Regions from separate parts of the Anas platyrhynchos genome. Here region 2 is linked to region 1. The links are chromatin contacts, called in public Hi-C maps. All regions are on one chromosome and are shown on one strand. Each heading gives the region's core, a stretch centred on a gene start, on an enhancer-like site or on the middle of the called end of the contact. The rest is flanking DNA. Distances are from core to core; before and after follow the strand shown. Region 1 holds the start of PDCL3 (phosducin like 3). Region 2 holds the start of RPL31 (ribosomal protein L31).

What was found. A called contact is a pair of places that touch in the nucleus more often than the background predicts.
Region 2: a contact with region 1 is called in a Hi-C map of subcutaneous adipose tissue, with 2.6 times the contacts expected there. The contact joins the promoter of RPL31 here to the promoter of PDCL3 in region 1. A contact is called at or near these places in 4 of 8 Hi-C or Micro-C datasets (F1 follicle, liver, skeletal muscle and 1 more).

What each region holds. Positions count from the first base shown.
Region 1 is chr1:140,547,578-140,553,333 of IASCAAS_PekinDuck_T2T, reverse strand. PDCL3 (phosducin like 3) reads right to left here and starts at 2,106. Exons shown (of 6, transcript XM_027446089.3): 1 at 1,946-2,106; 2 at 1,084-1,213; 3 at 383-473. The coding sequence starts at 1,951. It overlaps LOC101798364 (histone H2A), which reads left to right and starts at 4,769. Exons shown (of 2, transcript XM_072030996.1): 1 at 4,769-4,880.
Region 2 is chr1:140,760,574-140,766,329 of IASCAAS_PekinDuck_T2T, reverse strand. It overlaps RPL31 (ribosomal protein L31), which reads right to left and starts at 2,798. Exons shown (of 5, transcript XM_038173232.2): 1 at 2,692-2,798; 2 at 2,223-2,339; 3 at 677-802. The coding sequence starts at 2,329. It overlaps NPAS2 (neuronal PAS domain protein 2), which reads right to left. Exons shown (of 21, transcript XM_027446028.3): 21 at 4,665-5,756.

The sequences.
Region 1 (5,756 bases), core at 857-3,356:
CAACACTGCAATCAGAACTATGCAGCACCTTATTGGCATTCCTACAAAAAATGAGAAAACTTGAAGCCGATTATCAAAGCTCTCACAGTCCTCATTTCACTATTCGCTCAGTGGGCATACATTATCTCTGCAAAATTAGGTTGTAAATAAAGGACACTGAATTTGAACTCCACTGTTCTACTAAAGACACTCAAAAGGTCCACGTGAGATCAGAAACACATTGCAGTTTTTCTAGCATCAGGCCTAAGAACATCCTTCCTCTCTTCCACACCATCTAATAGCATGTATCTGTATCTATAAAACAAACAAAACAAAATACCCAAAACAAAACAACCACATGCTCCGGTTTTTATTAAAACCAAGTTCTGTACGATGCTCTAACCTGTACATTTCAATAGCTTTCTCATCTTCCTCATTAAATTCATCTTCATTTTCTTCTAGCTCTTCCAGAGTCATGTCCTCGTAAGTCTTCACTAGAACGGAAGCAATACCAAATCAGCAAAAATCTCATTCTGAGAAACTTCTGCCTTTCAGTCTAACAGAATTTATTTATTTTAAGGATAGATTAACTATAAGAAATGTATTTTTTTTTTTTTTCCCTGCAATATTATTGTTACTGGATTTTTAGAAAATATTATGCACTCTATACATATAAATGGTATATACATTGATATATATATTGATGTAAAGAACTGAGCCTGAGGCTGGCTACACTGGCATAGAAGTACCTGAGCTAGCTTTCAAGTTCTGTGACTGCAGCAGAGACATGCAATACAGCACGGGTGCCTGAATAACAGAGGAAGCATACAACAGGTAATGATCATGTTCATTAGATACCTTTATTTGTGCATTCATATGACAAACTCCCTTCAGACTGTTCTTATTTCAGCTTTGAAACATTTACATTTATAAAAACATGGCATTGGCGTTGAGAACAAAGTCTTCCTGTACTGGAAGAACCATGTATTGAGGAACATATTTGTCTGATACTGGCAACAGATGGCCATGCTATACAAGAATTATCTCTGGTATCCCTTACAGGTTTAGCAAAAGACACATTGCCTCACAGGCACGTAAACTCACCAAGAGACTTCTGAAGGATCATCAGCTGCTCCTCCTCCTTTGCACGCTCCTGTTCTTCGAGGTTCTCCTTGGGAGGAAGGATGCCTTTCTTGCGCAGGATGTCATTCCACTCTGTGTCTTTGTCTGGGTCCTACAAAGAAATGAGAAACGGATGGCATGCGTTCAACAAGCACTTTGACACATCCAGAAGTTAGCAAAGCAAGTTTTTCAGGAGACTTATGGCACTGATAGAGCAGTAACTGTCTGTAGAGCATCAGAGATTCAGTGTGCACCCTCCTGAGGATTTTTGTGGCCCCAAGAGGAGACTGAAAAAAGTGACTTTGTGACTTTTTATTTGGGGGCTGAGCCTCCTTGGTGGGGTCTGTCGGCAGCGCTTGGAGAGAAGCGCGCGTGGCCACTGCTGGATAAGGCTACGGCTAGGGATCAGATTTAAATCTACGCCTGAGTTTTAAAAGCTTTCGTAAGGACACAGCTCCAATAATCCCAAAGAAGAAGGCCCACAGCCGCCTATGTATTGCTGACAAGCTCGAGTATTCAAGTTATCCTGCAGTTCCTTGTTTCAAACAGGAAAACTCGGCGATAAACACTCGTCCTCTTGATTTTAGCTCCTCCCTGACTCGAACCAAGTCCCCAAGCCCCCTCAGGACCAGCAGCTTAAGGAAATAACACAGCAAACACCAATATAACACGAGAGGCGGCCGCGAGCCCCGCCGCGCACCCCCGGCTGGGGGCCATGCCGGGCCCGCCCGCCCCAAGCAGGGAGCTCCGCGCTGCGGCGGGGAGCAGCGGGGCGGCCCTGCCCGGTCCCCATCGGGCTCCCCCGCACCCCGGGCCCGGCTGCCCGAGCCCCCCGGGCCCTCACCTGCATCTTGGCGGCAGGGCCGGGGCCGGGGCCCGGGGTTCAGCGGTGCTGGGCTGGGCCCGGTCCCGGCGTGCGCGGCGCGGCCGGGGGGAGGCGGAGCGGGGCGGGGCGGAGCGGGGCTGCTGCTTCCTTCAGTGCCTAATTAGGGCCGGGCGGCTCGGCCTGGTGGGGCAGGGTTGGACATAGCGAAGGGTTTTGGGCCTGGGAGGGAGGCTGAGCGTGTGGCAGGGCCCCAAATCGGGGCTGGGAGGGGTTCTCGGGTTGCCTTGCTTCAGCCTCTGCTGCCGCCCAGCGCTGCGGCGTGATGGCAGGGAGAGGGTTTAGTGTCAAGCACCGCAGCCTGGTTAATTAATAATTGGTGGTGTTCCCTGCTTGGAGGACCTAAATCTATCCCACGGTTTCCTGTTCATAGCGAGATCCCAGGCTTATCCGTCCCAGTGTCCCGCTGAGTCTGTGGCGTGAGGCTGGTGCTCAGCGGTCTCCATTTCCTCGGGGTCCCTCAGGAGCAGCCAGCGCTGCACTGCCTTTAACAGGCAATGCCCAGCGCCCCTCTCAGTGAGGCTTTAATGCAATAAAAGCCTTAATAATTCAATTACAATAAAATGATGCATACAGAGATGCCCCCACCCTCTCCTCACCCCCCTCAAATCAACATCAGCATGGATGTGATGGAGCGAGAGAAGGTGCATTTTCTGTGGGGCAGAACAGAAGTTCCTACACTCCCTGCTCTAACATAAGTTCATGGGTACCCTCATGATGTGGCCACAGAGCCCTACTGCTCCTGCCCAGCCACGGCTAGCTTGTCCTTGTCGGCTACCAAAGTTGTGCAGGGGATGCAGCATGGCCCTGGGGCATGGTATGCCTAGCAGACAGCACACTGAGCTGGGCACAGCCTCAGCTCCTCACCCTCACCAGACACCTTCCTGAAGCTACACTAAATCTGTTGGTCCTAGAACAACCTGCTTGAGAAGTAGGGTTGGACCAGATGGCCTCCAGAGATCCCTTCCAACCTCAGCCATTCCATGCTTCCGTAAGCACGTAAACCAAACTAAGCACCATCACAGAAAAATATAAATAAATTGTCAACCATAGGGAATATTTCTCTATAAGCATGAAAACACATTTGATGGGTTTGGGGGCTCTCTTCTACCTTAGTTTTTCTCTGTGACACTTCTTTATTCTGCATTGAGTCCATTCTCATCTGTCTGTAGTTCATACCCTGTGTTATTGCTTCACTGGCTCCTCTCATTTTTCTTTTGATGCTCTGTTTAAATAAATAAACAAATCTAAACTACGTATTACCTATTTTTAACACACAATTTTTGTCCATGCCTCCACCATTCCATTTAGGATCAGCACCCCATTCCCTAAAAATAGGCACATCTTCCTCTGAAAAGAATTGAGCAGATCTTAGTCTTTCTTCTGAAAAACATACATCAGAGGAGAAGTGGGAAGCGGCCTGCTCCTGCCTCCCCCTCCATTTTGAGCCTTAGCCTGGTGGCCAGCAAACTCATCCAGGAATGGGGAGCTGAGCTCTGGGTACCCAGAAAACTGCCCCATCACAACCAGCCCACAGGCCTCAGGATTGTGCTTGTTCTGGTCATGCAGAGAAATGACTCTGTCTACCTCCGATTTAAAAGAAATGGATAGCCACAGCTGTGCTTGGAGACAACATCAGTCGTTATGGTGAATATTTGGATGAGTGGAGAGTGTCCCTTACCCACCTCCCAGAGCCCTGGAGGGGAGGAAAACTCTGCTTGGTGCCTAGGTGCACGGAGTGTTCATCCTTGTGGAAAATGCAGTTTTCTGAGTGGTGTTGGAGCCACAGTTATAGGTGACGTGAGAAATATTAAAGCAGGAAGGAGTGGGCTACAGCACCTTCCAATGAGCTAACACCTGAGCTCAGGCTTTTGGGATCACAATTTTGAAGTCTTCTGCAGGCCCTCTTGAAGAAAGTCTTTTGGCTCTGACCCACAGATACTATCCCGCATGCAGAACTGAAGGCTTAGGCGTCTGTGCCAGTTTTCAGTGTGCAACTGTTTTATCAGAGCCTGGGCTTTACGGAGGACCTGCTGTAATATTCATCTTCTGTGGCTTAAACACCACTCACCACAGTTCTTGTATGTTGCTGGTTGGAACCTATTCCGGACACCAAGAAGCAAACAGAAAGAACATGAGCACAAACAAAGCACACCATCATTGTTTAAAAGGTTCCAACAAGTGAAAACATTCACTTGTGAATTTCTTGAGATTCTTGCCAGGTTAACTCAGAGGAACTAACCGAGGACCCTGAGCACCAGGAGCCCCTGTTCCCACAGCAAACCCTGAGTTACAAGAAGAGCCCCAGCCCTAGGAGCAGCCCAGTCCTGTCACTTGATGGGGATTCGTTCACACAATATGAGCAAAGCTAAGAGTCTCACTTTGGCCTCTTCACCCAAAGGCTCCCTCTGCCTAGGGCACACATAACACGCTGTTTGCACCTCTCTCACCCAACTAAAAATACTTGGCATTTATAAATTGCATTTCCTCTATGTACTTTTGAAAATCAGGCCTCAGCAGGAACAAGAAGATTGTTTTCACACATGGTGTACGGACAGAAATACTCCAGGCAGAGTGGCTAAGAGCTGGCACTGTCACGGAGAGACTGAAATATAGCTGTAGCTTGGCCCTTCGAGACAGGCTTGCTTCCCCCCAGAGAATTGACTTCAGGGTGTCTATAATGTATTTCTTCCTTTTCTCTCAAATCAAGGGTTAGGAGGAAGGTGAGCCACAGGTGGGAATGACTCATTAATTGTCCAGGTGACCCACTAATGAGGAGAAAATGTTGCTAATAAAAAGGCACTGCTCCCTAGAGTTAGGGTGAATGATATTTGGCTTGCTTGCCTTTGACTGTAGCAAGGCACAGACTAGGCTAAAATAAGATTTTTTTCCAAAGGTAACAGGATGTCTTTTTCATCTATAGTAGATAGTGAAAAAGTTGGGATATAAGAACTTTTATAAAGTATATTTATTATATATTATAATATTATAGTATATAATATAATATTATAGTATATTATATTCATCTGTAATGAGAATAATCAGAAAATGAGATTGGGGGGAGTCTGACTGATATTAGAGTTAATGAGCTATGGCTTGGTTTGCCTGAATTTTGCTATGGGTTGTGTTCTTTTGATTTGCTTTGATTCTTCCCTCTGAAATCTTATTCTGATTTTTCTTAAATATCTATGCTTTCTCTATAGAAACTAAACAAAAAGCTATGCTAATCTGGTGATAGATGTTCTTGTATCTTACAGCTGTGCTGAAAGTTAACTATTGGATTTACTCAGATTCTAAATAATACTTAAATAATTATTTTTGCCATCCTAATTGGGCTGAATTTCATTATTCTTGACTTCATTCTAAATTGGCTATAATGTCTATTTTTGTTAGCAGTATTCTGTTCAAGATGATTCTTCCTCTTACTACTGCAGAACAGCTTCAGTGTTCTCATGGCAGCTAGAGAATGTCCCTCAGGGAATTAATTTAGGAACTTGTTTGAAAACCTCTTGGAGTACCTCAGGTGTAAGATGCTTCGGGTAATAGGAATCTTTCACTTTTCATACTTAAAATGGAGATCTAAACAATGGGAGAACTTGCAATACAGATTCCTCTTGGATAAAGAGACAGGCTTAGCCTCAAGTTAAATCTGAGAAAACAGGTGTAGTGTTTAAGAACAGTCTTCAATAAGAAGATCCATTGTGCCGCAATCTCCAATACAAACTAAGTACCAGAGAAAAAGACTTATTTTTTTAGGGCTCTTCATATCTGC
Region 2 (5,756 bases), core at 1,549-4,048, 210 kb before region 1:
CTTGGATCCCTGACCACCACGCTGGCTGATGCTGTGATTTTGGCCTCTCCTGACCCTCCCAGAGCAAGATGCTCTGCTCTGCATACATCAGCAATTCTGGCTGAGTGAAAATTGCAGTTCAACTCAGTGGGAAGACAGGTGTGACAGCTCCCCGCTCCACAGAACGTACAAAGAAGCCCCAGTTCACTGCCTCAATGCTGAGCTCTGGTTATGTCGCCACCTGGCTCAGCTGCGACTTCTGTGTATGAACCAGAACAGCTTAGCAGGGAGGACAGGGAACAGCAACTCCATCTGGGCCCATCTCCTGCTGTTTTTGAAGGAAGGGTTGGCCACAGTGCACAGCTCCAGGTAAGGACTGTGAGCATGGCACAGGCTAGACCTAGGCATCTGTTTCCTACAAGATGTGGTTTAAAATAAGGGCCTGTGGGTGCTCAGTTCACCACTAACAGCATAAATCTCTGCCAGATTAACTTTGTATTATGGTGTAAGAGGTCCCACTCCTCACAGTCTTTTCCTAAACCCCTTTGGGTCACCTTAATACCTCACAACAACTGCTGTGCACACACCCTGTATGAAAGGAAGCATTTGCAAAGAAAATGCACACACAGCAAGAAGGCTGCAGATTCGTCTACCCATTAAAGTTCTCCCTCCAACCCCAAGAGCCGCTGAGACGTACCTTATTCCTTTCGCCCAGACTGCCTTATTCAACCTGGTGTCGATGCGGACGTCAGGAGTTCCCATTTCTTTCATTGCAAATTTGCGGATTTCCTTGAGAGCACGCGGTGCTCGCTTCTTGAAACCCCTAGGACAGACAAGATAGCCATTTATTGAACCTCAGGGATCTGCCAGCACTGGACATTCGTTGCAGCAGTCAAACGCTGATATTCTCTGAGCATACAATTCAAATCATTTTGTTCAGCAACCCTGGCTGCATCGTATTTTGACCAGACGTGGAGGTAGCTGCTCACCTCCAGGTCCACACCTAACAGAAACCACACACATCTACGCAGAATGAACTCGGTGAAATTTTGCAGCTGCAAGAACTCCCAGATCTTAACTCTTATTTCTAGCACACTGACACTATCCCTTCTGGCACTACTACTGAAGAGATCAGAGCTTTCACAGAGACTGTAACTAAAAGGTCTAGAAAAAAAGCAGGATGACAATGGTCATACAAACTTGAAGTAAGTTTTATCAGCACAGAAATAAGCAGCACAAAAATAAAACTGATACTATTCTCAGGAACAGCTTCTGTTAAATGGGATTTGATGTTTATTTTCTCCATGTAAGGACTGCACCAGAAGCCCCAGCACACCTGTTTTGCAAACATGGCTCATCTTGTGCACGTTACTGCCAGATTCTGTGAGACTGCCAGTGACAGGGATGGTTACAGCTGCGCTGCGACTGTTCTGCTATATACACCCACCCTGGGACACACGATGAGGGTTAAAAAGGCTTCAGGCCCCACAGTGGGTTATACTCAGCATAACTTAGAAAGAACTCTTGATATTTACTGCTAGAAATCAGGGCTGGGTGCTTCCACATGAGACAGGGACTACACAAAAAGTATTTCACCCTTACTGCCTCATGCCTCCCCTATGCAGGAGGGCCTGAGAACAGGAACATCAGCATTAGGGTTAGCATGAGGGGCAGTCTGAGTATCAGCGCCTCCCATCCTCACCCACAGTTCTCCAGCAGTCCACTGTCTCACTTCTCTCCTGCTTTACATTAATTTCAGCAATTTCAAACTGGTTTGACTTGGATATGGTTTTCTTCCATGTGACTTTACCATACACACATGGAGAGAATCAAAGGGCAAGGCAGTTTCTCACAACCCCTCTCCAGCGCTGTGCTGCTGCTACGTGGTCATACAAGACTCAGTGTGTTGTCAGGGGCAAAGTTACTCTCCTCTCCACAACAGCACCCAAAACCCAGCCAGCACTGTTCACCTCAACTCACACCCCAATTTACAACTCACACAACCATCTAAGCACAAATCCAATCATTGATTACAACAGTATTTAATTTCTAAAACTTACTATAACGGGCTACATTTTAGACTTCAGCTGAGTAAGAATGACAACTCAGGCACAGAGGTAAACAGCTCTACGTGCAGATTAAGGCCAGGAAACCTCATCCTCTGCAGCTTAAAACGCACTGAGCCCACCTCCAAACGCCGCTTTACACACAGCCCACCTCACCGACAAAACCCCAGCGCTTACACGCCATGGATCCGCTTGTGGATGTTGATGGTGTACTCCCTGGTGACCACCTCGTTGATGGCAGACCGCCCCTTCTTCTTCTCGCCCCCTTTCTTCGCAGGAGCCATTTCAGCGACGCTGAAAAGCAGCCAGGCACACACCCGTCACGACTTTCCCCGGCTCCTTGCTGTCACGCAGCTCCCACACCCGGTAAATTACCCCGGATCGGGCCCTTAGCATTTAAGCAGCACCCCACAGCCCGTCCCCTGTCTCCCTGACAGGCCTGCACCCCCCCGGCTAGGCCGCACCCCCCCCCCCATCTCCCCGCGGGCCCGATGCGGGCGACCCCCGCCTCCCATCCGTGCCCCCCGGCCCTCCGCACGCCCACAGCCGCCCCCGCCACCATCCCGGCCCCGCGGCTGCCCCCGATGGCGGCCGATGGCAGCGGATGGCGGCGGATGGCGGCGGGCGGCCCCTCGGCGCCTCTCACCCTGCCCGGGCGCGGGCCGGAAAGGATGGCGCAGGGCAGGCTGGGAGGCGCGGGCACTTCCGGGTGGCGGCAGGCGCGCACTGCGCAGGCGCCAAAGGGAGGGCGGGAAAGGGGGGGGGGGGGCGGCCGTTGGCGCCCCGTGAGGCGCCTCAGGGAGGGCGCCCCCCGCCTGCCCCCTGAGGGAGCCTCAGGCAGGGGTCGGGGCTGGTTTTTAGCTGATTTTAAAGAGGTGTTTTGGATATAGCCACTGGAAATCAGGAGGTGTATCACAAGCATCCCCGCGAATAAAATGATTCCTCAAAGTTTTTCTTTTTTTCTTCCTGTTTCCTCTGTCATTTCTGCTCAGAAGGAGCAGTCAGGCACTGGGACGGGTTGCCCAGGGAGGTGGTGGGGTCACCGTCCCTGGGGGTGTGCAAGGAGAGGTTGGGCCTGGTGCTTGGGGACATGGGTTAGTGGGTGACAGTGGTGGCAGGGGGGTGGTTGGACCAGGTGATCTTGGAGGGCGTTTCCAACCCTAATGGTTCCATGATCATATTAATGTAGACCCACAAAGTGCTAATGCCATGGGTATTTCCCTCTGAGGTGCTCAGGTGCCTTCGTCATCTCTTGCCTGCATGAACAAATGGACAGATTTCCCTTCCCCTTCCCTAAACTAAGTCTGTACAGAAGTCTGTACAGCATTTGTGAAATTAGTCTCTACTAAGCTGATGTGTCTGTGCTAAGGTTTGTCTATAGTTAATGGAAGAGAGAATTTCCTTCAGACATCAAGTGAGAGCACTTTAGGATTTAGTTCTTTAATCTTCATCTGGAGGGGTCACTCTTGCTTCACCGAATGTAAGAACTTAAAGACGAGCCTGCTAGCTCAGGTATCTAACTAAGACAGTTGCCTACAGCTAGTGGCAGAAACACTTTCTTAGAGACCAAATACTTGATCCCCTCATCTTCCTTCAATAAAATAAAGTAAAAGGACTGTATGGACTGAAATACCCGTGTACCAATCAGTGTTACCAGTCAGTCTTACTGTGGAAGCAGCAGGGTCATTTTTCCAGCAGGTTTTATGTGGGAGATTTTTATTTTTTTTTCAAGTTTTTCAGTACTTCGTTTTCTGAAGTGAACCTTTTTATTTATTTATTTATATATATATATATATATATATATATTTTTTTTTTTTTTCTGAAAGTTTACTTTCATCATTTCCAGCTCCCAGACCAATTATCTCCATTGTTCCTCTACGACATGGAAACCAGTGCTGTGACATGATCCTTGGTACAGAAGCGTGAGGAGGACAGCACGGTTTGCACTCTCCTCAAGGTTAGGCTGTCTCAGGCAGCTGCAGGATGCCCTGAGGGGCTTCTGGAAGCCATCCCTTCAATCCTGCTGTGACGGATGAACACGTTACCCGGTTATCCACCTTGTGCTCTGTTGGATGTTGCTGCTTCTGCCAGAGAGTCAGCAGAGGGAAAGCAGACTTGTACCTTGGCTGCTCCATTTAGTTGCAGTCAATTTGAATTTAACATGAAAAAGTGCCTGCACAAAGATGCCAAGGTGGGAACTTGTCTCTGTGTGGTGGGGGCACGTGAGCAAATCCAGCAGAGGTGTATCAGAAAACTCAGGACAGCGATGTCTTTAAATTGTGAAGCTGCTGCTTCGTGAACATGGGTCAAAGCCCTGGTATACGTTGGGTCAAACCACTCTAAACTGTCTGTCATGCCCTATGTTCATCCCAGTCCCAAACTGGCTGGTTGGAAGTACAGAGCTGCCTAAAACCATCAGAGTTTTAAGAGAATGAAAAATAAGATGTCTGGGTTAGCAGCTTATTTAATTTCCTAAGCTATCATTCTCATCGCCTATGCCATGTCACAGATCCCATAGGGTAATATTTGTTGCTGGTTAATTGGTTGCCAAACACCTTGCAAAGCTGTAGCTCATGCTATAAAATCTAAGGTGAATCACATAGTTGAACAGCCACAGGAAAATGTGTGCAAGTCCTGCAATAAAGCCTTTTGGCTATTTTATTTTATTCTACAAATAAAGACACCGTCCATCATTATATGGAAAAAAAATAATAGTTTGAGTCGTATATAGCATGAAACAGTAGTACCCTTCACAGAGACATTTCTAATTCATTAGTTTATTACAAAATATCCACTCACAAAAAAGCACAAGCACAATCTTTATACTTGTGAAATGAGTTGATATTTCATATACAAAATAATTTCCACATAATTCCATATAATTTTATTTTATATAGAAATAGGTCATTATTACAACAGCTGTACAATACACTACTTTTTATTTAATAATTACATAAAATCTTTCTTAGAAACATATCAACAGAAAACATACAAAAAAAGCGAAAAGTGCATTTCTTTTTTTATTTTTTTCCCCCCAAAGGAAAATTCAATCCTAAATGTTATAATGAAAGAGATATGTAATAGTCTGCAGCATCCCGAGTCAGTGGGCCAAAACACAGTGCATATTTCTCAGAGACTTGCAGTGAGTGAGTTATTTAGCTTGAAGAAGGATCCATCGTGTATTATGGGAGAGTTGCATGATTGTGCTTACAAGTCGAGTTCTTCTTTGCAATCACAATTCATATGTATAAAACAGTCCAGTGTTTTTTTGATTTTTTTTTTGTTTTGTTTTTTAGTCGTGAAGAACAGTTAGGATAAGCTGCATAATACTTTTCAGATTCTAAATCAAGGGTTATGAGCTGTAGACTATCTTCACCAATGACCAGGCTTTCTTCTCCATTGGATGTGCTAATTTGGCCACAAGAATAAGGAAACAAACTTCTCTTTACAGAAAGTGCCTAGGTTTTGTCCTCTGTGCAGTTGTGCAAAATAATAACAATAATCATAATAAAAATAATCTCTTGTTCTCTCCTCAATAGACCTTTGACGCAGTGCTTTTTTCATACACAAAAGAAGAACTGAAACAGTGAAGGCCAAGTACCTCAAGTGTCTGTCAACAGTCTTTTGGAATTGCCAGACAGCTTTCGGAGCAGCACGCCGAGCTCCAACTCCTCCTCCCGTGCACCCGCTGATGGAGGAGCTTGCACAGGA